Linked DNA regions of Sus scrofa: region 1 is linked to region 2. Evidence: chromatin contacts called from public Hi-C data. All regions are on one chromosome and are shown on one strand. Each heading gives the region's core, a stretch centred on a gene start, on an enhancer-like site or on the middle of the called end of the contact. The rest is flanking DNA. Distances are from core to core; before and after follow the strand shown.

What was found. Hi-C and Micro-C count contacts between places; a contact is called where the count stands out from the background.
Region 1: a contact with region 2 is called in a Hi-C map of liver, with 5 times the contacts expected there. The contact joins the promoter of MCM8 here to the promoter of CDS2 in region 2. A contact is called at or near these places in 1 of 5 promoter capture datasets (liver) and 2 of 47 Hi-C or Micro-C datasets (liver and skeletal muscle).

The regions. Positions count from the first base shown.
Region 1 is chr17:14,788,010-14,794,656 of Sscrofa11.1, forward strand. It overlaps MCM8 (DNA helicase MCM8), which reads left to right and starts at 2,389. Exons shown (of 17, transcript XR_002339862.1): 1 at 2,389-2,572. TRMT6 (tRNA (adenine(58)-N(1))-methyltransferase non-catalytic subunit TRM6) reads right to left here and starts at 2,309. Exons shown (of 9, transcript XR_002339863.1): 1 at 1,999-2,309.
Region 2 is chr17:14,150,384-14,158,045 of Sscrofa11.1, forward strand. CDS2 (CDP-diacylglycerol synthase 2) reads left to right here and starts at 1,427. Exons shown (of 13, transcript NM_001166673.1): 1 at 1,427-1,483. The coding sequence starts at 1,427.

The sequences.
Region 1 (6,647 bases), core at 1,139-3,638, 640 kb after region 2:
CATTGAGATGACATGGACTTGACAAATTTTCTGGCCTCACTGGCCATTTTCTTTGAAAGGTATCCAGTAAAGGCAAGTGATATTTACAGATACACATCAGTGTTAGTGGTGCCTAACACTGATGGGGCGCTACTGAAGCCCAGGCAATTTTAACTTTTCCCATTACCCAGAGTTTTATCTTTGTAAAATTTAAAAGGGAAATCCTACCAAAACAAAAAACTTTCCTTTCAAAAGAAGATAACTAACATCCACTGAGTGTCAATCAGAGGTTAGGTAGTATGTGCCAGGGGTTTCATACTTTCTGATTTAATTATCAATTCAGTAATCCTAGGACACAGCTCTTTCCAGATGATTAATACTGAAGCTCAGGGAAAAATGTCATGTCCAAGATTGAATTATATGGTGGCAACTGGGATTCAAGTCCTAGCCTGTCTGAATGCAGCCTCGTTCTTTCCATTATACCACACTGTCTACCCAGGAAATAAATGGATCTCCGGAAGCCATGCTTAGCTTCAGGACATGGCCCATGTAAACAGAACTCTGAATCCTGAAAGATGCGCACTGTGTAATTTTCTTTATGCCCCATCCCATACCTTCTCTTTCTTATGAAGCCAACCAGGACAGATGCAAAGACTGCCTTTCATGCTGAAGGCTTCCCAACATTCTAGACCCTTGGGTGCATCACCAGTCTCTACTGGTGGTTCTCTAAACTTTGTCACATCTCTTGTAAGTATATCTGTCATTTCTTCATTAAATCTCCTCATCTGAACCATCTCAGTGACTCTCCCCAAGTATTTGGGTAGGGTCAATTCTTGTTCTTTGCTGGGTCCTCAGTGATTAACATTTAATACTCAAAATATACACTGACATAAACCCCCTCAGAGAGGCTGAAACTCAGCTCAGCCCAGATGTGCATCTTCCCCCACCACATCCTTTGAGTACCCCAGGGCTAGCAGAGTGCCCCTGCGTCTGAGCTAGGCTGGGTTTATCCCTCTGGCAGCTGGTCTGGTAGGCAAAGCAGAGTGTGTCAGGCAAACTGTTTGGCCTAACAGGAGGTCACTGCCCTAGTCAGGAAAAGTGGACCCTGTGTGCTTTGCTGGGAAAAAGTGGTATTTGCAGAGTCTGCTCAGAGAGCCAGGATTGCTTCTGCACAACCAGATGAATGCAGCCTTGAGGAATAGTGAAGGGAGAATCTGGCCTGGGATGTAACTGAGCTCAAAGCTTAATTTTCTAAATAAAATGGAAACTAATGCCATGGCTGCTGCCAAGAAAACTGATGGAAATGTTTCAAAATGACTGTCTAAAGAATATGTTTCAGAAATAGAGATGTCTCCTTAGAAATAAAAAGCTCTTGTCTGAAAGAGCACACTATTGAGAAGTATACTCTAACAATCACATTTCACAATAAAGTAACTTAAAAGGACAATGCAAGAGAGAAACCGAAGTTTCACCTACAGTTACTATACAGCTGTGTAACTCTGAAATCATTCATCCAACTTATGACCTAAGGACTTTGCTGCATTGCTATATTTCAACTAAAAAGTTTAAATAATTAGTATTAGCACTTTTCAAAATTATGTACTTGGAAGCACATACACATTTCCAATCAGAAAATCTGAGAAGAAAAAAGTATTGGTTTCAAGAATACAAAATAAAGTAGTGATGGGGCGTTGGGTGGACTCTGGGAGACAAGGGTGAGATCAGAGGGTGAAGGGGTTCTGTGAGAAGATAGGAAAGAAGACCTCAAGAACCTAGGAAAAGAACTCCGGGACAGGGATGGTGAAAGAGGCAAGGCACCTAAAGCCAAGAATGGGAAAAGAACTCTGTGGAAAGATTAAGCGGGATGCTTAAGACAGGTGGGGTGAAACGGATCCCAGGGGCTGAGAACGGGGTCTTGGATGCAAATGCCTAGGTGCGAAGACCCGAGAGTAGTTAATGAGAGAGAGCGTCTCCTGAAGGTGGGGGCTGGGAAACCATAAGGCCAGAGACCTGACTTACTTTCTCCGCTGGACTTGCACTGCTTTAAACACATCTTCCCGTTTCAGCACCACGAAGTCGCCGTCGCGGATGCAGTGATCCCCGGGATGCAGTGGCTGTGGGCCCGGTTGCTCGTCAGAGCCCTCCATGACGCTCAGCCGATCTCTGAGCTCCGCGGCGTCTCTCTAGTTCCCTCTCCGCCCCTCGTCTAGGGTTGTCGCCGCCGGCGGCCTGGCCTCGCACAAACCGAGGGGACGCCGAGCCCAGAGATCTGCACCTCCCCCACGTGCTGCGCACCGCTTCCGCTTTCCGGTCAGAGCCTCAGGACAACTTCCGGGAGCCTCACAGCTTCCGTCTGGCCGATCTCCTTGATTGGCTGCCCTCCATCTCGCCCCTCCCGTCACGCCGCAGCTACGGGCGGAAGTTGCGTCACAGAAGCGCCAAAAAAGAACTTAGAAGACTGGAGTTAGGTTTCAGACCCTGTTGTGGCTGCCTGAAGTAGACCTATTCGGCGACCCACTGCAGCCTCAGTGGAGAAGCCGAGGTCCCCGAGCAGCTTTGACGTACAATCCTTGGCCCCTCCCGGGGACGTCAGGTAAGCTGAGGGCGAAGAGTCTGCGGGACTTAGGCAGAGTCATCTGAGGAGCTCGGACCGTGGAGTCTCCTCCGCTCCGCCGAGCTTCCCCCAGCTAGGAAGGGAGAGCCAACCCATCCACGAACTAAGAGAGCTCTGTGACCTGTCATCCTTTGCAAGTAAAAACTTAGTCTGAGAAGACTTAAATGAAGCGAGGTATTTGACCAAGCATAGCAGCTCGACGGGCGGGTCCTTGCCTCTTTCTCCAGTCCTACTCCTTAGTAGTTATTCCCACTGTATTACCTCCTTTGAGAAAGATAGGGGACATAGCGTTGTCGAAGGAGAGCTTCAGCCTGGGAATGTGGATAGGAAATTTGAGCTTCGTTCTGTCACCAGTTGATCAGTTAATTTTTTTTAATTTTATTTCATTTTTTATTACTCAAATGAATTTATCACATCTGTAGCTTATAATGATCATAACAGTCTGATTTCACAGGATTTCCATCGCACAGCCCAAGCACATAGTTAATTTTTTTTTTTTTTGCTTCAGTTTCTTGACGTACGATGTGGTCTACATGATTATCAAAGCCATGTTAGTGCCTTAAGATCGTGAACTTGTTTAGTTATTAACGTATTAATTAAATCTTTTTAAATAGAGCTGCGGGAGTTCCCATTGTGGCGCAGCGGAAACGAATCCGACTAGGAACCAAGAGGTTGAGGGTTCGATCCCCGGCCTCGCTCAGTGGTCAAGGATCCGCGTTGCCGTGAGCTGTGGTGTAGGTCACAGACGCGGCTCAGAACTGGCGTTGCTGTGGCGTAGGCTGGCAGCTACAGCTCCAATTAGACCTGTAGCCTGGGAACCTCCATATGCTGTGGATGCAGCTCTAAAAAAAAGGCAAAAGACAAAAATATAAAAATAAGTAAATAAATATAGATGCAGATACGCTGCCTGGTAATGAATTGCGTTAGAGTATGGGTATATTTTTATACATTTTAACCCTTGGGAATGAACTATTGAATTTATAGTTTATTATTGTTTATAGCTGATTAAAATATTATTTATAATGTTTATAAGGTATTAGTTTCAGGTAAACAACATAGTGACCTAATATTTTATGTATTATGTTCCATTCAAAGTTATTATAAGGAGTTCCCATCGTGGCGCAGTGGTTAACGAATCCGACTAGGAACCATGAGGTTGCGGGTTCGGTCCCTGCCCTTGCTCAGTGGGTTAACGATCTGGCGTTGCGATCTGGCGTTGCCGTGAGCTGTGGTGTAGGTTGCAGAAGCGGCTCGGATCCCGCGTTGCTGTGGCTCTGGCGTAGGCTGGCGGCCACAGCTCTGATTAGACCCCTAGCCTGGGAACCTCCATATGCCGCAGGAGCGGCCCAAGAAATAGCAAAAAGACAAAAAAAAAAAAAAAAACAAAGTTATTATAACATATTGGCCGTTTTTCCTGTAATGTACATTACATCCTGTTAACATCCTTTAACTTAGTTTATAACTGGCAGTTTATACCCCTTAATACTTTTTACCTATTTTGCCCCTCCCCTCACCCCTCTTCCCACTGAACCACTAGTTCTCTGTATCTGTGAGTCTGTTTCGTATGAGCAGAGTATTATTATTATATTGTAATATTAATATTATTATTCATTTTTTCGTTGGGTTTTTTTAGATTCCACATATAAGTGAAGATATATAGTATCTATCTCTGCTTTACTTCACTAAACATAAAATGCTCCGGATCTGTCTATGTTACACATGACAATTTCTTTTTTTTTCTTTCTTCTTTCTTCTTTTTTTTTTTTTTGGTCTTTTTAGGGCCTCACCGAGACATATAGAAATTCCCAGGCTAAAGGGTTGAATTGGAGCCGCAGCTGCCAGCTTACACCACAGCAATGCCAGATCTGAGCCATGTCTGCAACCTACACCACAGCCCACGGCAATGCCAGATCCTTTAACCCACTAAGCGAGGCCAGGGATCAAGCCCACATCCTCTTGGATACTAGTGGGATTTGTTACCACTGAGCCACAACAGGAACTTTGAGAATTTCATTGTTTTTAATGACTAATGTTCCTTGTGTGTGGCGGGTGTGTGTGTGTGTGTGTGTGTGTGTGTACATACATCTTTTTTTCACCCATGGACACTTAGGTTGCTCCATATTTTCGCTATTGTGAATATGCTGTCATGATCATTGGGGTGCATGTATCTTTTCTAATTAGCGTTTGTCTTCTTTGGATAAATACCCAGGAGTGGAGTTGTTGGATCATATAGTAGTTCTGTTTTTAGTTTTTTGAGGAAGTTTCATACTGTTTTCCATAATGGCTGCATCAATTAATATTCCCACCAACACTGTACTATGGTTCCCTTTTCTTCACATACTCCCCAACATTTATTATTTGTTGTGTTTTTGACAATGGCCATTCTGACAGGTGTAAGGTGACAGTGTGGTTTTGATTTGCATTTTCCTGATGCTTAGTGATGTGAGCATCTTTTCCTGTGCCTATTGGCCATCTATGTCTCTTTGGAAAAATGTCTGTTCAGGTCCTCTTCACATTTTTTAATTGGATTGTTGGTCTAGTTTTATTATATTGTGTTGTATGGGTAAACTATTTTCTTAAATAGATTTTAATTTTAAGAATAGTTTTAGGTTTACAAAAAATTGGACAGAAAGTACAGAGAGTCCTTATTTAAATTCTCTTCCCTTTTCCCATCCCTAGTTCTCCTATTATTAGCATCCTGCATTAGTGTGATACATTTGTTGCAATTGATGGGCCAAAATTGATAGGTTATTATTGAAATCCATAGTTTATTTTAGGATTCACTCTTTTTGTTGTATAGTTTCATGGGTTTTGACAAATGCTTGATTTCATATATCCACCATTATGGTATTATACAGAATGGTTTCACTGATTTATACTCTACTTATATGAATTATTTTAAAACTGTTAAAAGATTTATTTATTTAGCTGTGCCCATGGCACACAGAAGTTCCTGGGCCAGGGATCAAACCCAAGCCACAGCAGTGACAATGTTGGGTCCTAACTAGTCTTTTTTTTTTTTTTTTTTTTTTTTTGGCTTTTTAGGGCTGCAGGTACAGCATGTGGAAGTTCCCAGGCTAGGGGTCAAATTGGAGCTATAGCGCCAGCCTGTGCCACAGCATAACAACACAGGATCTGAACCATGTTTTCGACCTACACCACAAGTCACGACAATGCTGGATCCTTAACTCACTGAGCAAGGCCAGGGATTGAACCTGCATCCCCATGATCCTAGTCAGATTCATTTCCGCTGAGCCATGATGGGAACTCCCAAAACTCATTTTAAAGGTCATTTATATTTTGATATATTGCTACTGAATCAGCAATTATCTTTATGGATCTGAGTTTAATAAAAATGAGTATCTCAGAGTTCTTGTTGTGGCTCAACAGGTTACCAATCTGTCTAGTATCTATGAGGATGTGGGTTCGATCCCGGGCCTCACTCAGAGGCTTAAGGATCCAGTGTTGTTCTGAGCTGTGTAGGTCACAGACCCGGCTCAGATCCCACTGTTGCTGTGGCTGTTGTGTAGGCTGGCATCTGTGGCTCCGATTGGACCCCTAGCCCTGGAATTTCCATATGCCTCAGGTTTAGCCCTAAAAAGAATCCTTCACTATGTACAAAGTAGAAAAAAGTGGGAAGGGATAATTAGCCAAAATTAATAATAATAATAAAATATTAACAAATATGAATATACTTTCAGGAAAACTTTTATTGTATTTCAACAAATTTATGTAAACATTCCAGACAACTCATCTAATCAGTATTGGCTTAGAAATGGCCTTGTTCCTTTTTTTATATATACAGTTGTAAATCTTCTCAAAAATTAACTTCTTTCCTGTTTTGGCCCGTATGGGGAAAAAAAGAAAGATTGAAACATGTAGGTACCCTGTTCCATGATAAATCCCATGATAAAAATAAGAAAAGGGAGTTCCCGTCGTGGCACAGTGGTTGATGAATCCAACTGGGAACCTTGAGGTTGTGGGTTCGGTCCCTGCCCTTGCTCAGTGGGTTAACGATCTGGCGTTGCAGTGAGCTGTGGTGCAGGTTGCAGAT
Region 2 (7,662 bases), core at 177-2,676:
GTTTACTACAGTAGTGACTTCAGAATTGTACCTGGCCTGAGCTCCATTAGCTCGTGAGGGCTGAGTGCAATGGATAAAAGGTTTGGGCCAAACTGTAGGGAGTTATAAACCCTGGTAGTTAAACTGTGCTTTCTGAATATACTTTCATAGAAGACAAGAAAATACAATGCCCTTGTCAGAATTCTCACTAATTTCCCAAACCCCACGGCGCACGTCAAAATTGTCAATACAAAATTGCAGCTCCCGTGTGTGCATATTTCTCTCTTCAACAACAATATGCTTAAGGGAAGAGACCCCATTTTAAAGTTGTTTTATATCATTTACAAGGCAGTAAACAGAAACCGCTGAAGGCAATGCTTGAGTAACAGATATTAACAATGAATTTAGGAAGGGCAGGAATCAGTACAGTGGTTAGAGTAGGCGCAAACAAATCTGTGTTCTGATTCTCAGTGGACACTTTTTAGCCATGAGACCTTGGCTAAATCATTTTCCTTTAGGAGAAACTTTAAATCTATTGAACAGGTATGTCAGGTACATAGGGGATCAGGATGTGAACAAAGTAGTCAGTATTCCTGTCCAAAAAAGGTCTTTCAATAGTACAGATGACAGAAAAGAAATCTGAATAATTGTGAAGTCTTATCTATAAAATGGAAATCATATCCACTTCCAAGTGTTGTGCAGATTAAATGGGATAAATTAAAAAGATCACATAGTATAATGCCCAGCATATAATTAACGCTCAGTAAGTGGTAGAAGATAATTTGGCAAGGCGAGGCAGGTTAAAGTTTGGCTTGAGCTCCTTCTCTAACACAGGTGGATTTCCCAGGCTTTTCCCCTCAGGTCCTAACTACTTAACTGTGCAAGGGAAGAGCCCCGGCTACAGAGGACAGGGAGCCGAGGTGAGCAAGCACAAGACAGGCTGGAGCCTGGGAGCTGCCACCCACGGCCCCTAGCTATCTGTTACCTCTAGGACCTAGGGTACCAGCTCTTGAGCTCCCATTGGCTAGTCTCTCTCGGACGCGCACGCCTTTCCACGCCCCGTCATGTTGCTATCCAGGGCACGCCCCCTCCATCCCGCTCTGCTTGCCCCGCCCCCAGCGCCCCTCCTCTCTGACGGGTTCGCGCCATTGGTGGATCTCTGTGGCCATGATGGCGGCGGTGCGCCTGCGCGCTGGTTCCGGGGCCCTCCCGAGAGAAGGAGCTAGCGGGCCAGGGCTGAGGAGGCTGATTGCGCTCAGCCCGGGTGAAAGGGCGGCTGCAGCACCGGGCGGGGCCGAGTTCCAGGACTGCAGGCCGGGCTGCCGTGGGGCCTGGGAGCCGCTGCGGAGCCGCGCGCTGCTCAGCCGAGGCGGGGCTGGAGCGCTGAGCTGCCGGCCCCAGCGGCTGCGGTACTCGCTCGCGGCGACCTAGCACCGGTGTCTCCAGCATGACGGAACTAAGGCAGAGGGTGGTCCACGACCCGGACGCACCGCCCGAGGACAAGGTAGCGGCAGCTTGGGCATCGGGTGGGCGCGGCTGGGCAGCGGCGTCCCCCGGAGGTCCGTGAGGGGAGCGCGCAGAGGGGTCATCTCTCCATCTGACTCTTTGGAGCGGCCGCCGGCGCCCCCTGGCCTGGTCGGCGCGGAGGGTCCTCGGTTGCGGAGCCCCGCTGTGCGCGCGCCAGGGTTCAGCAGGTCGGGGTCCCGGGGACCTGGCTCTGGAGTCCGGTTGGGGGTAGTATCTCTGGGGCGCGGGAAGGAGCGCGCGAGGGGTTGCGCACGTCCACCTGCCTCCCAGGGCTGGTGAGGGTACCCCACCAGCCCTCCACCTCCCCAAGGCCTTCCTGGGTGTGAAGACGTGGAGACCCCGCAAAGACTCCTCTGAGCGTGACCTCTGCTCTCCATTAAAATGTTTCTTGGATGTGGGGGGGGGTGTATCAAGACAAGGCCATGGGATTTGCTTGTTCGGAAGTTTGGATCCCTTCTGTTAGCTTTAGGTTAAATCTCTTGATTTTAAGCAGAGACGTTTCTTTAACTCGTGTGTATTTTCCCAATAGAAGGCTTGTATCTTGCTTCAAATGTGGGCGTTGATGGGGTAGAAGAGGAGGGTAGAAAAGAGGCCATCTTGGCAGGGACATAGCTGGGTGAGGGATGAGGGGCTAGACTCCTTTGATTGAAGTAAAAGGTAGGGGACTTGAGAAAGGTGAGTGGTTGTTACTTTGGACGTTGAATGACAGTATAAACTTCGTGGTAGTATTTCCAGCCTGGAGTTAGCAGTGATCAGGAGCAGTGCTTTTGGTAAATTGATCTGACAGTGATGTGTAGAGTGGACTGAGGGAGCGTGGACCAGAATGAGAGAGACTGGTTAACTCACAGGTTGCCAACTGGTGACCTACAGATGTTTTCTTTGGTCCCTATGTTGCATTAAACACCAGAGCGTTTCTCCCAACAATCCGAATTTATTCCTTGTCTTGGATAATTGGAAGATCTGCCATCACATTTCCACCTGAATTATTTGGCTGGGACAGCTGTTCCCACCCATCCTTGTTGCCCTACACCCGGCGTATAGTACCATTCCTGAGCTTTTTGTTTTTGATAACTGGAGGAAAGGAACACTAGGGAGATGGCAGGAAGGAAGAAAAGCACAAGATTTAGTGTCGGGGTGTCAAGAGAGCAATTACACTGGAAGGACTGTTTTGGGTGAAAGAAAAGGGATTTTAAACAGTTTTGTTTAAAACTCTCCATAATGATTTTTAGAATATGTTTTGGAGAAAATTTAGGGCTTGGGTGCAAGTTTAGGAGTCACTTAACGAATCCGACTAGGAACCATGAGGTTGCGGGTTCGGTCCCTGCCCTTCCTCAGTGGGTTAACGATCCGGCGTTGCCGTGAGCTGTGGTGTAGGTTGCAGACGCGGCTCGGATCCTGTGTTGCTGTGGCTCTGGCGTAGGCCGGTGGCTACAGCTCCGATTCGACCCCTAGCCTGGGAACCTCCATATGCCGCGGGAGCGGCCCAAGAAATAGCAAAAAGACCAAAAAAAAAAAAAAAAAAAAAGGAGTCACTTACAGAGACAATGTACTTGAAAGTCTCTAATATTCCTATTAAATGTCCTTGTTTGGCCTGGAAGAGCTCTGTCCCTAGCCTGTATATGCCTGTTGGGGGGTTTCCAGATATTCTGGAGACTGTGTAGCCCTGTTTAAGAGCTTACATGAATAACTGAATCACTTTGCTGTAGAGCAGAAATTATCACAACATTGTAAATCAACTGTACTTCAATAAAACTTTAAAAAGTGAAAAAGCAAGAACTTTTCAGAGAGATCAGACTTGATGTTGACTGAGACTTCATGGTTTTTAGAAGGTATGAGAAGAGGGAGAAAAAAGAAAGCATGGTTAACTAGTGGGCCATATTTTTGAAAAGCTATTTGTAAAAATTAGACATACTTCATGGTAAAAACAAGCAAACCTACACACCCAAAACTCATGAGGTTATGAGGTGAAACATAAATTTTCTACCCTCCCCACCCAACTACTTGGATCCATCTCCCGAAGACAAAACTGCCAATTCATCCTTAAATACTTCCCTGTTCCTTGTTTTAGGTAGGGAGGGTAAGAGGAGCTATCCAACTAAAGGTACCTTATTATTTATTTATTTATTTACAACTGTGCTTACACTGTTTATGTGATGACAGAATGCCTGGGGCTCTGAGGTGCACTAAGTGCTTGTTGTTCCCTAAACACAGTAGCTACTGCATTCTGTTAAAAGCCTGATGTAGTCCATTAGCCCAGAACAAGGCAGTTGGCCTCTCACTGACTATTTCTGAATTATCACGCATGGGATTTTTAATAATAAAGATACATTTTAAGAACTGCAGAATGTTTTATTTGTCTTTGATGAATGTGTTTAAAGTTTTAAAATTAGGCTTTTCTACAGTATGAAAAACTTCCTGTCAGAAATCTTTGCTGGTATTCTTGGGTTACGATTTAAGAAAATTAGAAATAATAAAATGGATATCTTTTAGGGAAATACATGGTGAAATGGGAACTTTCTTATTTCATAATAGAAGAATTCAGAAAACAATGTCAGATCAATTCATTAAAAGAACTGGAACAAATTTGAAAGATTTAAAAAAAAAGTTACAGTTGCTTAACTTGTTGCAAAATGTCCTGTAAATAAACAGACAATGGTTAGTTTCAAAGTAATCTGGGGAATGTGTTTATTGTAAAAGTCAGAAGGTATTTTGTTATATTTAGCATCCTAGAATGGAATTGTCAAAGCCAATTGCTAATAAAGGAAATGTTTTCCTCTGGGAACCATGCTTATAATTTTTTTTTTTAATTTTCCCACTGTACATGTTTATAATTTTAAAGTCCCAAAGCACAATATTGTTGCCAAACAAGAAACTTGGAATTTAAGCTTCCCACCCATCCATGTTTTCCTAATGGAGTTTAGGAAAGAAAAGAATGGAATGTGGGCCAAAAGATCAAGATCTTAAAATTTATGTTTGGGTTGGCACTTCATGAGACTTCGTTTTGGAGGTTAGAATGAAGGATTTTTCTGGTCTACCTAGATGCTGGAGTGTTATTTAAACTAGAGCTTTACTCATTTCAAGGCTTCCTTTCTAGATTGATGACACCAGTATGGAGAGGAAATAGTGACATCATTTAGAAAGGGGAGTTTAAAGTTGAACTGAAGACTATGGTTTTAAGAGTAGATCTGTTTTGAGCCTGGACTCTGCCAAGGAGAAGCTATGTACCTTTGAGCAGCAAATCGCTTAACTTGTGTAAAACCCTCTGTCCATCTCTAAAACAGCTGCGGTGATTAAAAAATAGCATGTGCTCAGAGGATATTCATGTGGATTAAATGAGTATGCATGTTACAAATGTAGGGCAGGCATTGTCACATTGTAACAATATGTTAGCTAGTGTTGTTTCTGGTTGAAATATAGTTTCATAGAAAAAAAGACTTTAATATTCACCTTCCACTCTTGGAAGATGAGTAAATATTGAAGTTAATAAGTTTGGAGTAGGCTTTTCCTATTTATTACCTTTTAAGGAAAGTTTTATAGACAGGGCTTAACCTTCTATGACCTATCTTTTCAGTTCATTTTGTTGCTGAATTTTTCAGTGCTTGGAATAACAGTCAAATGTTAACTGTAGAAGGAATGTTGCTACATGCAGTTATCTTCTCTTTATACACTAGCTGTATTTTAGAACAATGGTGAGTCATTAAATATGGTTTTCTAATAGACTTTAAGAGTGAACTACTGAAATAATAAAATCTTATTTTCAGAGCTGTAACTACTTCAGATGTAGGAGAAATGTTGTATTTTTAAAAACTTTTTTCTTTTGCATTGAAAAATGGTTTGGGTGTTGAAAAAAATCAGTAAACCTCAACATTGGTTCTTAGACTTAAATAGGAAGAGGAGACGAAAGGTTTTTTTGTTTTTGCCTTTTTTTTTTTTTTTTTAAGGGCCGCAGCAGTGACATATGGAGATTTCTGGGCTAGGGGTCTAATTGGAGCTGTAGCTGCTGGCCCATGCCATAGCCACTTGGGATCTGAGCTGCATCTGCGACCTATACCACAGCTCATGGCAGTGCCAGATCCTTAACCCATTGAACGAGGCCAGGGATCAAACCTGGATCCTCATGGATGCTAGTCAGATTCATTAACTGCTGAGCCACGACAAGAACGCCAAACAGTATAATTTTATTTTAAAAACTCAGAGCTGTTTTACTTCCCATTTTATGACATAATTAGTTTTTTTCAGAAAGCTAATTTTGTTTAAAATGTTTTGTGTTTGCATAAATTTGTGATATTTCATTAGCATTTAACATCTTTTAAACTATTGTTATTCTCTTCAGATGTTAGAACAGAAGGGATTATAAGAGTCCTTATTTTTTATTTTTTGACCATCCCAAAGCATATGGAATTCCCAGGCCAGGGATCAGATCTGAACACAGTTTCAGGATTTTTTTTTTTTTTTTTTTTTTTTTTTTTTTAGGGCTGCACATGTGGCATATGGAAGGAAGTTTCAGGCTAAGTGTCAAATTAGAACTGTAACTTCTGGCCTATGCCACAGCCACAGCAATGCTGAATCTAAGCTGAGTCTTTGACCTACACATAGCTCAGGACAATGCTGATCTTTAACCCACTGAGCAAGGTCAGGGATCAAACCCACCTCTTCATGGATACCAGTTGGGTTTGTTACTGCTGAGCCACAATGAAAATTTCAACAGGGGTCTTTTAATGAGCTCTGCCAGTCTGGGGTGGAACCTGCGTCCTAGAGCTGTGGAGACTCCAAGGGGTCCTTTTTTATAGCAGAGGATGCCCGAAGCCCAGAGTTTTCTTGCTCAAGGTAACACAGCTGGTTAGATGCAGAGTGGTTAATAGTATGAAGGTTTTCTAATTTGTTTTCACTAATGAATATTGTCTTCGAGGACACAGATTTAATTTACAGATAGTGAAAGCTTCTGCAATGATTGACTTTGTTAGGAAAAAATGCCCAAATATCACATGTTTTTCTTATATGACTACAAAATCAAAAAAAAAAATAGCAAAATTTTTAAGCGTATGTGTATGTATATATATATGTGTGTGTGTGTATGTGTGTGTATATGTATTCACATAAAATCCCTTCTCAGTGAATGTGGAAAGCTGAGAAAATTTTTTTTTTTGGTAGAAAATTTGGTTAGGTCAAGTTTTCCCGGTTATTGGGAAAGTGAGGATTTATATATTTCAAGTCCACTTCTGGGAGCAGCCACTTGGGTATCCTTGAAAGGAATTCCCAGTAAGGTGTAGGTTCTTCACTCTAGACTGCATGTAAGGCTGCTCAGAATAAATACTTTCTGGTCAATGACTCAGTATTAGAACTTTGTTTTAGCAAGAATCAGTCATTCAGTATTCAACACACTTTAGGACATTCATTGAATCCAAGGTCTGCTGTATACAGTCTTGGTAGTTCTGAGAGGAGGGCAGGGGTCTCTGCTCATGAGGAAAATGTTCAGGGTTCATGTCAATTTTGGCTCCAGATAATCCATTCTTTCTTCCACTGATTTGAAGAAATAATTTTCTTTTGTCAGAGCCAGTTTTTTTTTTTTTTTTTTTTTTTTTTAAATAGCTGCACTTGAGGCATATGGAAGTTCCCAGGCCAGGGTCTAATTGGAGCTGCAGGCCAACACCACAGCAACACTGGGTCCGAGCTGCATCTGTGACCTGTGTTGCAGCTTCTGAATCCTTAAACCACTGAGCAAGGCATGGGATCGAACTCACATCCTCATGGACATTATGTTGGGTTCTTAACCGGCTGACCCACAGCAGGAACTCTGTAGAAATCATATATTCTTGAATGTGTCTGGGAAGCTTTTGAAATAACTCTTGTAATTAATTTCACAGTGCAGATAATTGCCTTTTATGCTGTTTGAAAAAATACTGGGCATCAGTATTTCTGATTTGGGCACTCTGCTGTCTTTTCTAGGATCCACATAGGTGGATCCAGAGGTCTTGCAGAGTACTCTTCTGCATACAGTTCCTTAACCTGCTGCCTGTGGTGTGACAGCCTCCCCTGCCTTCCTGTTGGGTTGCTGGGGGTAATAGAGTACAGCTTTCACTTACAGACTATCTCTGGTTTGGAATAAAGATCCTGACTCTTTTTTTTTTTTTTTTGCTTTTTAGGGCCACACCCAGG